Regions from separate parts of the Sus scrofa genome. Here all the other regions are linked to region 2. The links are chromatin contacts, called in public HiChIP or PLAC-seq maps. All regions are on one chromosome and are shown on one strand. Each heading gives the region's core, a stretch centred on a gene start, on an enhancer-like site or on the middle of the called end of the contact. The rest is flanking DNA. Distances are from core to core; before and after follow the strand shown. Region 1 holds the start of PQLC2 (PQ loop repeat containing 2). Region 2 holds the start of ALDH4A1 (aldehyde dehydrogenase 4 family member A1). Region 3 holds the start of UBR4 (E3 ubiquitin-protein ligase UBR4).

Region 1 (3,611 bases), core at 688-3,187, 360 kb after region 2:
CATTCTTGGTGTGAACTTTGCCTCGGTCCTGACCTGAGGACTTTGATTCGGTGGCCTCAGAGCAGGAAGCAGGGAAGGGCTGGAGGACAAAAACCAATTCAGAAACAAAATCTTCGTTAGCAACTAGAAGCAGCTAGGCGAACTAGAAAGTGTGGGTCCGAGATGCACATTCTCCATCTCCCCCAAGCCCTGAATCAAAGGAGGACTCAGAGGGGCCCCAACAAGGGCTGGAAAAGAAGAGCCTCAGGTTGGAAAAGAGGAGGCAGGGTGTGTAACAGCAATAGTGAGGCATTTCCAATGGCATTAGGCTAATAAAGGACTGTTCCTCCACACACAACTCTCCACTCAAGCCACACTTGCCTCCTGGCTGTCCTTCCACACAGCAGGCACTTTGCATTTCCAAGCCCAGTCTTTGCACAGCTCTGCCCTCAGCCTCTCATGCCCTTTTCTCTCATCTCTGCAAACTACTGTTGGTCCTTTAAGCCCAGCTCCAGCATCCTCTGAGTCTTCCCAAGTGCCTCTTCCTGTCCCCATCCACCCTCTTCCCCCTAAAATTGCTTCCTCTTCTGGGCTCCCCGACAATCATTTGCTTCAATGTTCCCTACTATCCTCTGAGCTCCTTGAGGGTGGCTTAGTCACATTCCCTCCTGCAGGCCCCTAAGAAGCCTGGCACAGGGCTATAGGAGTGGTTACCCACTCCCTCCCCACTCCCTACGTTTTACCCCGACATCCCTGCTCCCCCAATCCAGCCTAGGGCAGGACTGCAGCTCTCCCTGAGAGGGCCAAGGAGAACTGTCAACTGAACCGAGCAAAGTCTAGGAACAGATCAAAGACTGGGAGAAGAAAAGTTGCTCGGGGAGCGCCTAGGCGGGGAAAGAAGGGCAGGAGAGGCTAAGAAGAGCGCTTAGACACAGGTTATAGGCACCTGGCAGGGCTGGAGGTGAGTATGGAATAGTTCTGGAGACGAGGGCGGCAGAAAGGTGCACAAAGAAAGCAGCGCGGGTAGGAAGCGAAGAACTTGATCAGGTTGAGGGTAACACACCTGGGGGTTACAGAGGTGCAGCCTCCAGGGGAAGGTGAAGAGAAGGGGAAGGTGGTCAGGACAAAGCGCTGCTCAGCTATCCAAGCCTGGATGTGCAGGGGGCTTGCGGAGCGGTGGGTGGGGGGGGGTGTCACAGAGCTGTTGGGTGGCCAAGGGAGGTCGGCGCCCCGGAAGCGGGGACGAAAACTGCCGGTCCTGACCACGGCCCGTGAGCTTACTGGGGTTGGGTTAGCGTCCTGCTGTTGCAGGGTCTGAATTGCAGGGTTCAGTGGGGAGGACCAGGGGTGGGGGCGCAGGCGCCAGGAGTTACCTCTGCAGTCGCCGCCGCCCAGCCCGAGCCCCAGGCCGCCCAGGATGCTCTCGGACTGGCCGTCGCTGTACATGAAGGCAGTGTCCAGCTCAGTGTAGCCGCGCTGCAGGAAGGCACGCACGGCCGCGGCGCTGGCGGGCGCGTCCATGCGGCGCCCCATCTCCATGGTGCCCAGAACTGTGGCGGGTCGGGCTGGGGAGCCCGAGGTGGCCCGCAGGGGCCGGGACATGACGGCTGCGCTAGCGGCGGGGCGAGCCTCGGATTGTCTGGGGCGACGCGAGCTGCGGACGGCAGCACGAGCCACGGCTCGAGACACGGCGTTCAGCATGAGATCGGCGCCTGCGCGCTGGGGTGCCTCGAGCCCCGCCTACCCACGGCGGGGGAGGAGCCCCGGGAGCCTTAAGGGAGCAAGGACAAGCGCCGCTGCGCCCCCCCACGCACGCTCGGCTAGCGCGCCACTCCTCCAGGGACCGTCCACAAAGTGCGCGGCTCCAGAGGCGGAGCCGCTCAGCTCCCAGGCGGGGAGGCGGGAGGAGGGAGGCGGGGGCCGGCGCGGGGCGGCGCTTCTGGTCAGCCGACCCAGGCAGGAGAGGCAGAACCCAGGAGCCGGGCGGCGGGGAGGATCTAGACGCGGTAAGCCGAATTTGAGGCTGGGGCCGTGGGTCAGAACTCCGGGCCTTCCCTGCCACATCTTTCTAACACCCTCTTCCGGCCCCTGGACGGTTCTGGGGTCCCCGTTCCCCCTTTGGGGCGCAAGATTCTGGAGCGAGGCTCTGGGCGAGATTGGGAGGCCCTGGGCGGCCCAGGTCCCCCTCTCAGGGGCGACCAGCATAACCTCTGGGACCGACCTGGCCAGGGGTGGGGTATGGGTTCCCTTTTCACTTCCTAATCCCGGCCGACGGGCCCCTTCGCTCCTGATGGCTTTGTTTTCCCCAGGGCATGCCGGAGGAGGGGGCCTCGCGGCAAATGAGCGCTGACCACAGCGGCTGCCCTGTCATTATCCCCGCCAAACAGGTGGCCCGTGCTGGGCTGAGTCACTAGGAGGGTGTTGTGACCGAGCACCTGGAGGGCTGGAGTGGGTGGTAGCTCCAAACCGGGACGATTGTCCCCTCCCACTCCACGCCTAGGATAGGTCTCCAAACGTGTGCGTGGCGAGTCCACCGTTTGGAAGTGTGCGGACGGGTGCATTCTTATCTATTCAGTGTTTATTGAAGCCTGCGGTTTGCCAGGGGGCGGGGGGGAGGGGGAGGAAGAGCTCCGGCCAGAACAGAATAAAAGCCATCCCAGGTTATCCCACTGAGTGCTTGACCTGTGCTCAGGCACCCTTCTCATCGCTCGGCCTGGATTATCTAAACTCTGCGGTTAACCTGCCTCATTGCCCCCTTTTTACGGATTGAGAGTCTGTGGCTCAGTCACCAGCTCAGGAGTTCTAGGAGTAGGCATCCGGCAGGCCAGTTCCAGAGTGCTTTCTTCTTAACCCTAGGCCATCCATGCTCACAGTGGTCCTTCTTGTCTCCCTCCCTCCCTCTCTCCCTCTCTGTTTCTGAGCCTTTCCTGCCTAGCTGATGAGTCTAGGCCCTAAGAAGAAGCTTATGGAACGGAGAGGAGTGAGCAGCGGTGGCTGAGGAATGTGAAGATCATTCTTCAGGTGTGGGAACGAGGGTAGGGGAAGAGGTGACAGGAGCTGTAAGGTGACAGCTCCTGTAAGGCCCCGTCCAAGAGGGCAATTTAGAAATGGGTCTTAATATCTTTTTACCATGCCCTCCAGGGGGAGAGGACATGCCTGGGGGAAGAGGCAGCTGGAACAGAAGTCTGGAGGTCTGGGAATGACTGTCTGAAGATCTGGAGGGAGGAGGCAGGAGACGAGGTGGGGAGGGCAGTTCTGGGAGTACCCTTGGGCTCAGTCTCAAGGAATTTGGACTTACCTGGTAGGTAAAGATGGCTACTCAAGCAGCTTTGGTAGGGAGTATCTGTTGGACTCAGCTTGGAATCTGGAAGAGGAGCTTGGCTATGACAGGAGATGCCTTTTCTTCCTTTTTTTTTTTTTTTCCTTTCTTTCTTTCTTTTTTTTGTCTTTTTTTTTTTTTTTTTTTTTTTTTTTTTTTGTCTTTTTAAGGCCACACACACAGCACATGGAGGTTCCCAGGCTAGGGGTGGAATCAGAGCTGCAGCTGCCGGCCTACACCAGAGCCACAGCAACTTGGGAGCCAAGCTGCATCTGCGACCTACACCACAGCTCCACGGCAATGCCAGATCCTT
Region 2 (4,131 bases), core at 437-2,936:
GTTTTTTTGTTTTTTCCAGAATATGGATTTCTTTCTACCAGATATTAGAGGATTTTTTGAGTGTTTTGTTTGTTTGTTTGTTTGTTTTGCCTAAGGCTCTCTTCCCCATTAAACTGAAAACTCTTAGAGGGCCCCCATCCACAAGCAAATCCCCTGGGTACCCCTCCCTGCAATGTCTAGCACAGCACTTGCACACGTGGGTAATCAGTAAACACGTGAATCTAGGCAGCTTTCATCTAGGGTCTGAGATGGGTAGTCTCAGAGTCCAGGGAGAGGCCAACAAATGGGATCACGTTGGTGAGCGTGGCCCCTGGTCTTGGTTTGGAAGGGCCCTTCTCTTCCATGTCCCCTTCTCTACCCTGTCTTCCACCTCTCCCCACTCCCAGAGAATACGCTGCCCTGCTGAAACTCATCCATGCCCAGGGCACCACAGCACTATCCCTTGGGACACTGATTAACTCCGAACGGGCATGGCTGAGCCAGCAGGAGAGACAGGGCTGGCCACAGTCCTAGGGGTCGGGCAAACAAAACGCAAACTGGGGGCAGGAGCTGCCCAGCTCTGAAACAGAGACCAGCAGAAACTCGGGTCCAAAAGGGTGCATGCAGCCTCACCAGTCTATGGGCCTCTCTGGGGCAGGATCTGTGCTCTACCCATACCCTCCTCAAGACCAAGGGCAGAAAGGGGCTCTGAGAACAGGTATCACTGAGTGGGCAAGGGTCCAGGAACCCAACTCCACAGCGTGGGGATTTGCAAACCTGGATTTGTAGGGCAGCTCCACTCTGAAACTACACCCGGGTTTCTTCATCTGTAATTTGGAATAACAGCTACCCAGGAGAAGGTTAAACATGAGTGATAATAATGATCGTGGTTAATAGTAACTGGGCACTGCCTAGGTGCCAGGTACTGTTCACTGCACTTTACATGTACTAACGCATTTATTCACCATCACAGTAAGGCACATGCCCCAAGGACCTAGCACAGGTTTGGCATTCTATACACACCCCGTAAGTATTATTGTTCCACCTATCAGGAAAAAAATCCAAAAGGTCTCCTTTTCTTTCTCCCCAACACTTGACTTGAAAAAAAGGAGAAAAAGAAAAGCGAGAAATAGAAATGCTCGTAGACGGAGAAAGGACCCAAAGAAGCCCGAGGATGGGTCCTGAATGTAAGACAGAGGGTGCGGAGCTAAGAAGCGGGGTGTGCTAAAAATAGAGGTGCCCTCAGAGGAAGCCACAAAACTCCGGCCGTGTGCAAATTTCGAAGACCCAATACCAGGAGAAAGAAGAGTGACTGGAGGCTAAACTCTAAGCGAGGGAGCCACAAGAGCACCGAGCTACACCAACACGCTGCAAGACTCAGGAAGGGGATGCCCCTCGATGAAGGAAGGCGACCGCCTTTGGGAGACGGGGAGATCGCAGTGGGAGGAAGGCCTAGGCAGCGGTCGGACGGCACCTGAGGAAGTGTCACCCGCCGGAGGAGAGCCCCTGGGAAAACCGGCAAGGGTCTGGCAAGGAGGGAGTCCCGCACCGGGAGGCGCCCAGCGACCCCACCCCCCACCCCCACCCCGGGACCCTCGGCCATTAGGTGCCGCTAGGGTTTTCCCCAGGCCCGGTGCTCACTCACCCGGCCGCCCTCCAGGGGCGAGCCAACAGGGCACGGCGGAGCGCGGGCAGCGACAGCAGCATCTCGAGCTCAAGGCGCGGCTGCTCGCTGGACCGTTCGCCCCCGGAGCTGAGAGAAGGCGCGGCCCCGCCCGGAGCGCACCACCTCGAACATAGGGGAGAACCTATCACTCCGGCCGTCCTCAAAGTAGAGCTCTACAGAAATATCTCTATATTTACCTTCTACTAACAAAATAATTCTCTTTTCATGGCATTATAAAGAGTATTATATGACAAAGAACAAAATAACTCAAAAGAGAATCCTTGAAATGTTCATATTTCCCCCTCCCCTCTTTATGGTTTGACCCAGCCGGCCTCCAAAAGGGCCGAGGGCCAGAGGGAGTGAGCTCCACCGACCAATCAGAGTGACACATGGGAGCTCCTGGACCAATCAGAGGTGTGGTCATGTTGCAGCCTTCTTAGGCCGGGATAGAGGGGCTGAAACAGCCAATGAAAAAGCGGGAGTGGAGCACGTGTGAGGCGGAGCGGAAGGACCGCGGGTCTGTGGGTCAGGTGCTGCTTGAGTCCCGGCCCCACCACTCTAGCTGCCCTTGATTTGTGGACGATAGACTCTTGACCCTGCAAGGCCACTCTGCAGCCAGCCCCCTGCCTCTACTCAGAGGCTGCAGCCCCTGGAATGAGCCTGCTGTCCCTAGTTCTGGCTTCCTGGCTGGCACCCAGCCGCCCTCTCTCTCCATCTCCGGGCCTGTAGCGGGGCCACCCAAAAAGCTTCCTGTGGCCTAAAGCTTAGATAAATCGGCCTGCTTCGTTGCAGATTACGATCAAAAGAAGATAAAACCCGAGCCATCCTATGCTCAGGCTGTCCTTCAAAGCCTTTATTTTTGCAACCTAGAGCACAATTTCAATTTTTCTCTTGGAGAAGTTGTTTGCCTGATGAACGTTATTTATTTATTCACTTAGGTCTTTTTTATGGCTACACTCGCGGCATGTGGAAGTTCCCTGGCTAGGGGTCTAATCAGAGCTGCAGCTGCCGGCCTACTACCCCACAGCCACAGCAACGTGGGATCGGAGCTGCACCTACGACCTGCACCACTGCTCACAGCAACGCTGGATCCTTAACCCACTGAGCGAGGCCAGGGATCCAATCTGCATCCTCATGGATACTGGTCGGGCTCCTTACCGCTGAGCCACAACGGGAACTTCCGTGATGAACGTTATTTAATACTGGGATTCTGAAGTCTTCCTGAGGACAGAATCTTAAGGGCGCATTCTATTCCTAAAGTGCTGTTATGGTTTTTCTAATGCATTCTTCTAATGTATCTGTTTAAATGTTTTCCAGCAGAGTGTACCCAGAACCCGCTGAGGAGTCATTAGAGTTCCAAAGCTCATGGTAGTTTATCCCTGTCATTGGCAAAAGACATAACCTTACTGAGCCTGTTTCCATGTCTATAAAATGGGGGTAATAATATCCACCTTAGGATGCCCTCATTATTTCATGCTACTCCTCTTTCTTCAGAAAGTCACACTCTTTCAGGCACTTTGGGGAACTTAGAGTGGGGAAGGGGAAAAAGAAAGAACAATCGTCCCTCAGTGTCCGTGGGAGACTGGTTCCAGGAAATCCAGCTTTGCTGGAGTCACTTACAGAAAAGGGCACAGTACAGTCAGCCCTCCCTATCTGAGGATGCGAAACTTGCAGATTCATAGAACCAACTATACAACAAGTGCAAGTCTTAGCAATGGTAAAAGTAAATCGGGATTGGTGGTGGCCGTTTTTCTTCACCCTTAAAGAAAACCCTAGTCATGGAGCCCAGATCACACAGGCCAATGTCTCCCTGAATTCAGGCATTAGCAAGAAGAAACTAGAACATTGGATGGTGTCAAATCCAGGGCCTGGGAGGTGGCCTTTCAAGGACACTGTGAGGAGGTTTAAGAAATGGGGTCAATGTGATTAATAGGACCTCAATTCCAAACCAGCCTGTGCCAGTTATTCAGTCTGTGATCTCTGTGGCTCACTCGTCCTCCTCGGTAAGATGCGCAAGATAATTCCTGCTTTAACTACTTCCAAAGATTTCGTTGTGAGGTGCAACTATAACAGGTGATATGACATTTCTGCATTTGATCACTAATTGGCTAATTACTGTTTTACAGTTTTTATGTGGCCCTCTGTCTTGTCCCTCCCTCATTGCCACTTTAACCCTTATTTATTTATTTTGCTTTTTAGGGCCGCACCTGCGGCACATGCAAGGTCCCAGGCTAGAGGTCCAGTCAGAGCTACAGCTGCTGGCCTATGCCATAGCCATAGCAATGCAGAATCCGAACCCGCATCTTCATGGATCCTAGTTGGGTTCATTAACCACTGAGCCACAAAGGGAATTCCCATCCTTAATAAAAATTTAAAAAAAAAAGCACGATCAATTCCAAGACATTTCACTTTATTTAAAAGAAGCCAATATACAGGATATAAAGGGCATGATATTTACAACAGTACAGTAAACAGGTTGGTTTCCG
Region 3 (4,015 bases), core at 18-2,517, 300 kb after region 2:
TTTAAACTGTATCCAAAGCATCAGAAACCTAACAATAAACACCATACTAGACAATGTGCCAACGCATGAACCTCCCTTGAGCAATAAATAGCAATTTCTAACCTTCTGGACAACATGTAGATACACTCTTGTTGACATGAAGCTATAAATGACAGGGTTAGCAATTGCAGAGATTTGCTGAAGTCAAGTTACTCTTAACTAGAAAAATGAAAGTGAGACTTGCTTTAAAGGTACATCTACCATTAAACTAATGAAAGAGTGCTCTGAGTAAGGTAAGACAACAAAAGCCAGGTACTACTGCCTTGTATAAACACAACTCTCAAAATCTAAGAATCTCAAAAAGACAAAACCGTGTAACAGCAAACCAATAAACAGTCCCGTTGGTAAGAGCCTGAAAATATTTTATTGAGAGACAGCGCGAGTACACTGTTTCAATGGGAAAATGACCTCTCAGGCTAACACACTTAAATGTTTTTATCAAAAAACCGTTACAGTACAATATACTATTCGTGCAATCTGAAAAGAAAGTCATCGATGGTAACTAGTGGTTTCAGTCACATATCAGTCACAGAAATAGCACGTGCCCCCAGCGATTATAGCACCACGGAGACCGTTATTAAATCATGTGCTAGGTCTCCAATTTAAACCCTAGGTTCCGCTGAGGCCCAGGCTAGAGGGATGAGTGCGAGCAAGAAATGCAAACTCATCTGTGCTTTGACCTTAACGGAGGGGGCGGTCCGGGAGACATTCCCCTAAGAGAGCAATGCAGCTCAAAAGTACTCCCAAACCAATCGGCCACACCCTCCCGAAAGGGCGTCTTCAAAAGTTTTGCTCAGGAGGGAAATTGAGGCACAGGATTTACCGGGGTTGGCCGGACAAGCCTCAGTCTCTCAGGACCTGGGAACCCCAAAGCTGTGGCTGGACAGAGGTCCCAGAGCGGCAGGAGACAGCCAGGAAGCGGGTCCAAACCCTCTGGCACAACCTCCCCTCCCCCTCCCGTCGCCCGACCCGCCGGGGCCGCCGCCCGGTACCTCTCGATGACTGAGGCCACCAGCTGCGGCAACTCCTTCATCTCAAAGGCGGAATAGGACGCGGACAGCAGGGGCCGCACCGCCACCTCCCAGCCCGGGGTCGTGTCTGCCCCCGCTGTAGGAGCCCCGGGCGCCGGGGCCGCAGCCGCCGCCTCTTCGCCGCCGCTCGTCGCCATCTTCCGTCGTACTACTGCGGCTCCCTCCCGGGGCTTGCCACCGGCCCAGCACCGCCTCCCGGGAGGGGGCGGAAGTGACGCAATCGGCGCGTCAGACTGCGCGACGCAGTCGCCAGCCTAAATACGCAACCCGGGAGGACGGCCGGCCTCCGCTCCTGCAGTGGGAGCGTGGCGTGGTGTGGGGGCGGGGCCGAGGGGCTGCGCCTGCGCAGGAAGTAGCGCTTCGGCTGCGCTCTGGCACGTTAAGCTCCGCGCTTGCGCACTGGAAGTTGTTCTTGACTGTGGGAACTTTATCGCTGTGGGGCGTCCGGCGAAGGTGAGTTTGAGGCTTGGTTTCGGTTGCCTAGACTGAGGCGGCGAGGTAGACCTGCATCGACAAATATAATGGCTCCGGCTCAAGACAGCTTAGGACAAAAAGAGGAGGTCAAAGCCTAATTACTCTCACCCGCTTCTTCTCCTCCCTGGTGCCCCCCCATAGTTAAATTATAGCGCTTCACAGTTTGCCAAGCTTTGTCCTTCCCACACCATCTTTCGCTGTCATTGTCAATAGTCCTTACTTTCTAAACGCTGAAATCCTTTTTGTTTGATTACCTTCTTTACTACTGTTACCAGCTCGCATCTGCATCGCTTTTTGTGATTTGCCACGTTAAGATTTCATGTCCCCTAGTTTTCTGCTAGCAAAGAAAAATATAAACTTTTTCATTTCGTAATTTTCTTCTTTGATGTCTAGAAAAATTCCTTAGCATTTGTTGTAAAGCTGGTTTGGTGGTGCTGAATTCTTGAGCTTCCAATTGCCTGTAAAGCTTTTGATTTCTCCTTCAAATCTGAATGAGAGCCTTGCTGGGTAGAGTATTCTTGGTTGTAGATTTTTCTGCTTCCTAACCTCGAGTATATATATCCCTTTAAGTGCACTCCATTCTGGCCAGCAGTTTATGCTGAAAAATCAGCTGATAGCCTTATGGGAGTTCCCCTGTGTTATTTGTTGCTTTTCATAGTCTCTCTTTATCTTTTGTTCTTTTGTTTTTTGTTTGTTTTTTTTTTGTCTTTTTAGGGCCGCACCCAGGGCATATGGAGGTTCCCAGGCTAGGAGTCTAATCGGAGCTGTAGCCGCTGGCCTACGCCAGAGCCACAGTGATGCGGGATCCAAGCCGTGTCTGCAACCTACACCACAACTCATGGCAACGCCAGACCCTTAACCCACTGAGTGACATCAGGGATCAAACCTGAAACCTCATGGTTCCTAGTCGGATTCATTTCCACTGCGCCAGATGGGAACTCCTTATCTTTAATTTTTGTCTTTTTTTTTTTTTTGGCCTTGCCCAAGGCATGCAGAAGTTCCCTGGCCAGCCCTGGAAGCAGCAACCCAAGCCACACCAGTGGCAACATCGCAACACCAGATCCTTAACCCACTGTGCCACCAAAGAACTCCCTAATTTTGTCATTTAATTACGCTGTGTCTTTGTGTGTTCCTCTGTGGGTTAATCATGTGTGGCACTCCTTGCACTTCCTGGACTTGGGTGACTGTTTCTTTTCCCAGATTCGGGAAGTTTTCACATATTATCTCCTCAGTTACTTTCTCAGGCTGTATCTCTCTTCTTTTGGGACCCCAATGATGTGAATATTGGTGCACTTGGTGTTATCCCAAAGGTCTCTCAGAACTGTCTTCTTTTCACAGGTCCCTGGTGGCTTAACAGGCTAAGATCTGCCGTCACTGCTGTAGCTTGGGTCGCTGCTGTGGTGTGGGTTCAGTCCGTGAGCTGAGAGTTTCCACATGCTGGGGGGAAAAAAACTTGTACCCTTTTCTTTTCATTGTTTTTTTTTCTGTTGGTCGGCAGTGATTACTACTCTGACTTCCAGCTCACTGCTCTATTCTTCTGCCTCATTTAGTCTGCTAAATAAGTGGGACTTGATTCTTTTAATGTATATTTTACTTCAGTTATTGTATTCTTCTATTCTGTTTAGTTGTTCTTTATTATATTTTTTAATTCTTTGTTAAAACTTATAATTTCTGGGAGTTCCTATTGTGGCACAATGAATCGAAAATGAATCTGACTGGTATCCATGAGGATGCGGGTTTGACCACTGGCCTTGCTTAGTGGGCCAGGGATCCAGTATTGCCATGGGCTGTGGTGTAGGTCACAGACGAGGCTCAGATCCCGAGTTACTGTGGCTGTGGTGTAGGCCAGCAGCTGTACCTCCAGTTCGACCCCTAGCCTGGGAATTTCCATGTGCCTCAGGTTAGGCCCTGAAAAGCAAAAAAAAAAAAAAACCTTCTGATTTCTCTGCCATTTTTCTCCTGAGTTCTTTGATCATATTTTCAAGCATTACTCAGATTTGAAAGGATATGAACTTTTATCCACAGGGGATCATGGCTAGATTTTTGCGTATAAAATGATTTGGGCTCCAGATCTAAGAGGGAAAAGCAGTTTGACTCAAGAAAAGGAATGTGTGCCTTGAAGGCCTTATGTATGCATTCTAGCTGGACCACGTCAAGCTTGAGGCCCTGTGGCCCACGATCCACCCAAATCAAAAGGTTTTCTCAAGAACTGTGGAGATGTTTTGAAAATCCTGAAGCCCTAAAATTCTCCCCCAAGGTTTGGAGATGTGCCTTTTGTCCCCAGGGTAACACTGATAAATAAATTAGTACCTGGTGATCAAGCTGTTTTATATTAGAAATAAAATTCAGAGTTCCCGTCGTGGTGCAGTGCTTAACAAATCCAACTAGGACCCATGAGGTTTCGGGTTCAATCCCTGATCTTGCTCGGGTGGGTTAAGGATCCAGCGTTGCTGTGAGCTGTGGTGTAGATC

What was found. HiChIP or PLAC-seq counts read pairs in DNA pulled down with a chosen protein or histone mark.
Region 1: a contact with region 2 is called in an H3K27ac HiChIP or PLAC-seq map of skeletal muscle, with 3 times the contacts expected there. The contact joins the promoter of PQLC2 here to the promoter of ALDH4A1 in region 2. A contact is called at or near these places in 2 of 5 promoter capture datasets (fetal liver and fetal skeletal muscle) and 2 of 2 datasets of contacts at active chromatin or transcription factors (alveolar macrophages and skeletal muscle).
Region 3: an H3K27ac HiChIP or PLAC-seq map of alveolar macrophages shows a contact between it and region 2. The contact joins the promoter of UBR4 here to the promoter of ALDH4A1 in region 2. A contact is called at or near these places in 2 of 2 datasets of contacts at active chromatin or transcription factors (alveolar macrophages and skeletal muscle).

What each region holds. Positions count from the first base shown.
Region 1 is chr6:77,759,924-77,763,534 of Sscrofa11.1, forward strand. It overlaps PQLC2 (PQ loop repeat containing 2), which reads left to right and starts at 1,938. Exons shown (of 9, transcript NM_001243851.1): 1 at 1,938-1,985. It overlaps AKR7A2 (aldo-keto reductase family 7 member A2), which reads right to left and starts at 1,686. Exons shown (of 7, transcript NM_001243822.1): 1 at 1,353-1,686. The coding sequence starts at 1,680.
Region 2 is chr6:77,402,329-77,406,459 of Sscrofa11.1, forward strand. ALDH4A1 (aldehyde dehydrogenase 4 family member A1) reads right to left here and starts at 1,687. Exons shown (of 16, transcript NM_001252213.1): 1 at 1,625-1,687. The coding sequence starts at 1,686. It overlaps IFFO2 (intermediate filament family orphan 2), which reads right to left. Exons shown (of 8, transcript XM_021095463.1): 8 at 4,039-4,131.
Region 3 is chr6:77,706,724-77,710,738 of Sscrofa11.1, forward strand. It overlaps UBR4 (E3 ubiquitin-protein ligase UBR4), which reads right to left and starts at 1,268. Exons shown (of 108, transcript XM_021095464.1): 1 at 1,032-1,268. The coding sequence starts at 1,207. LOC110261106 (a long non-coding RNA gene) reads left to right here and starts at 1,403. Exons shown (of 2, transcript XR_002344931.1): 1 at 1,403-1,523.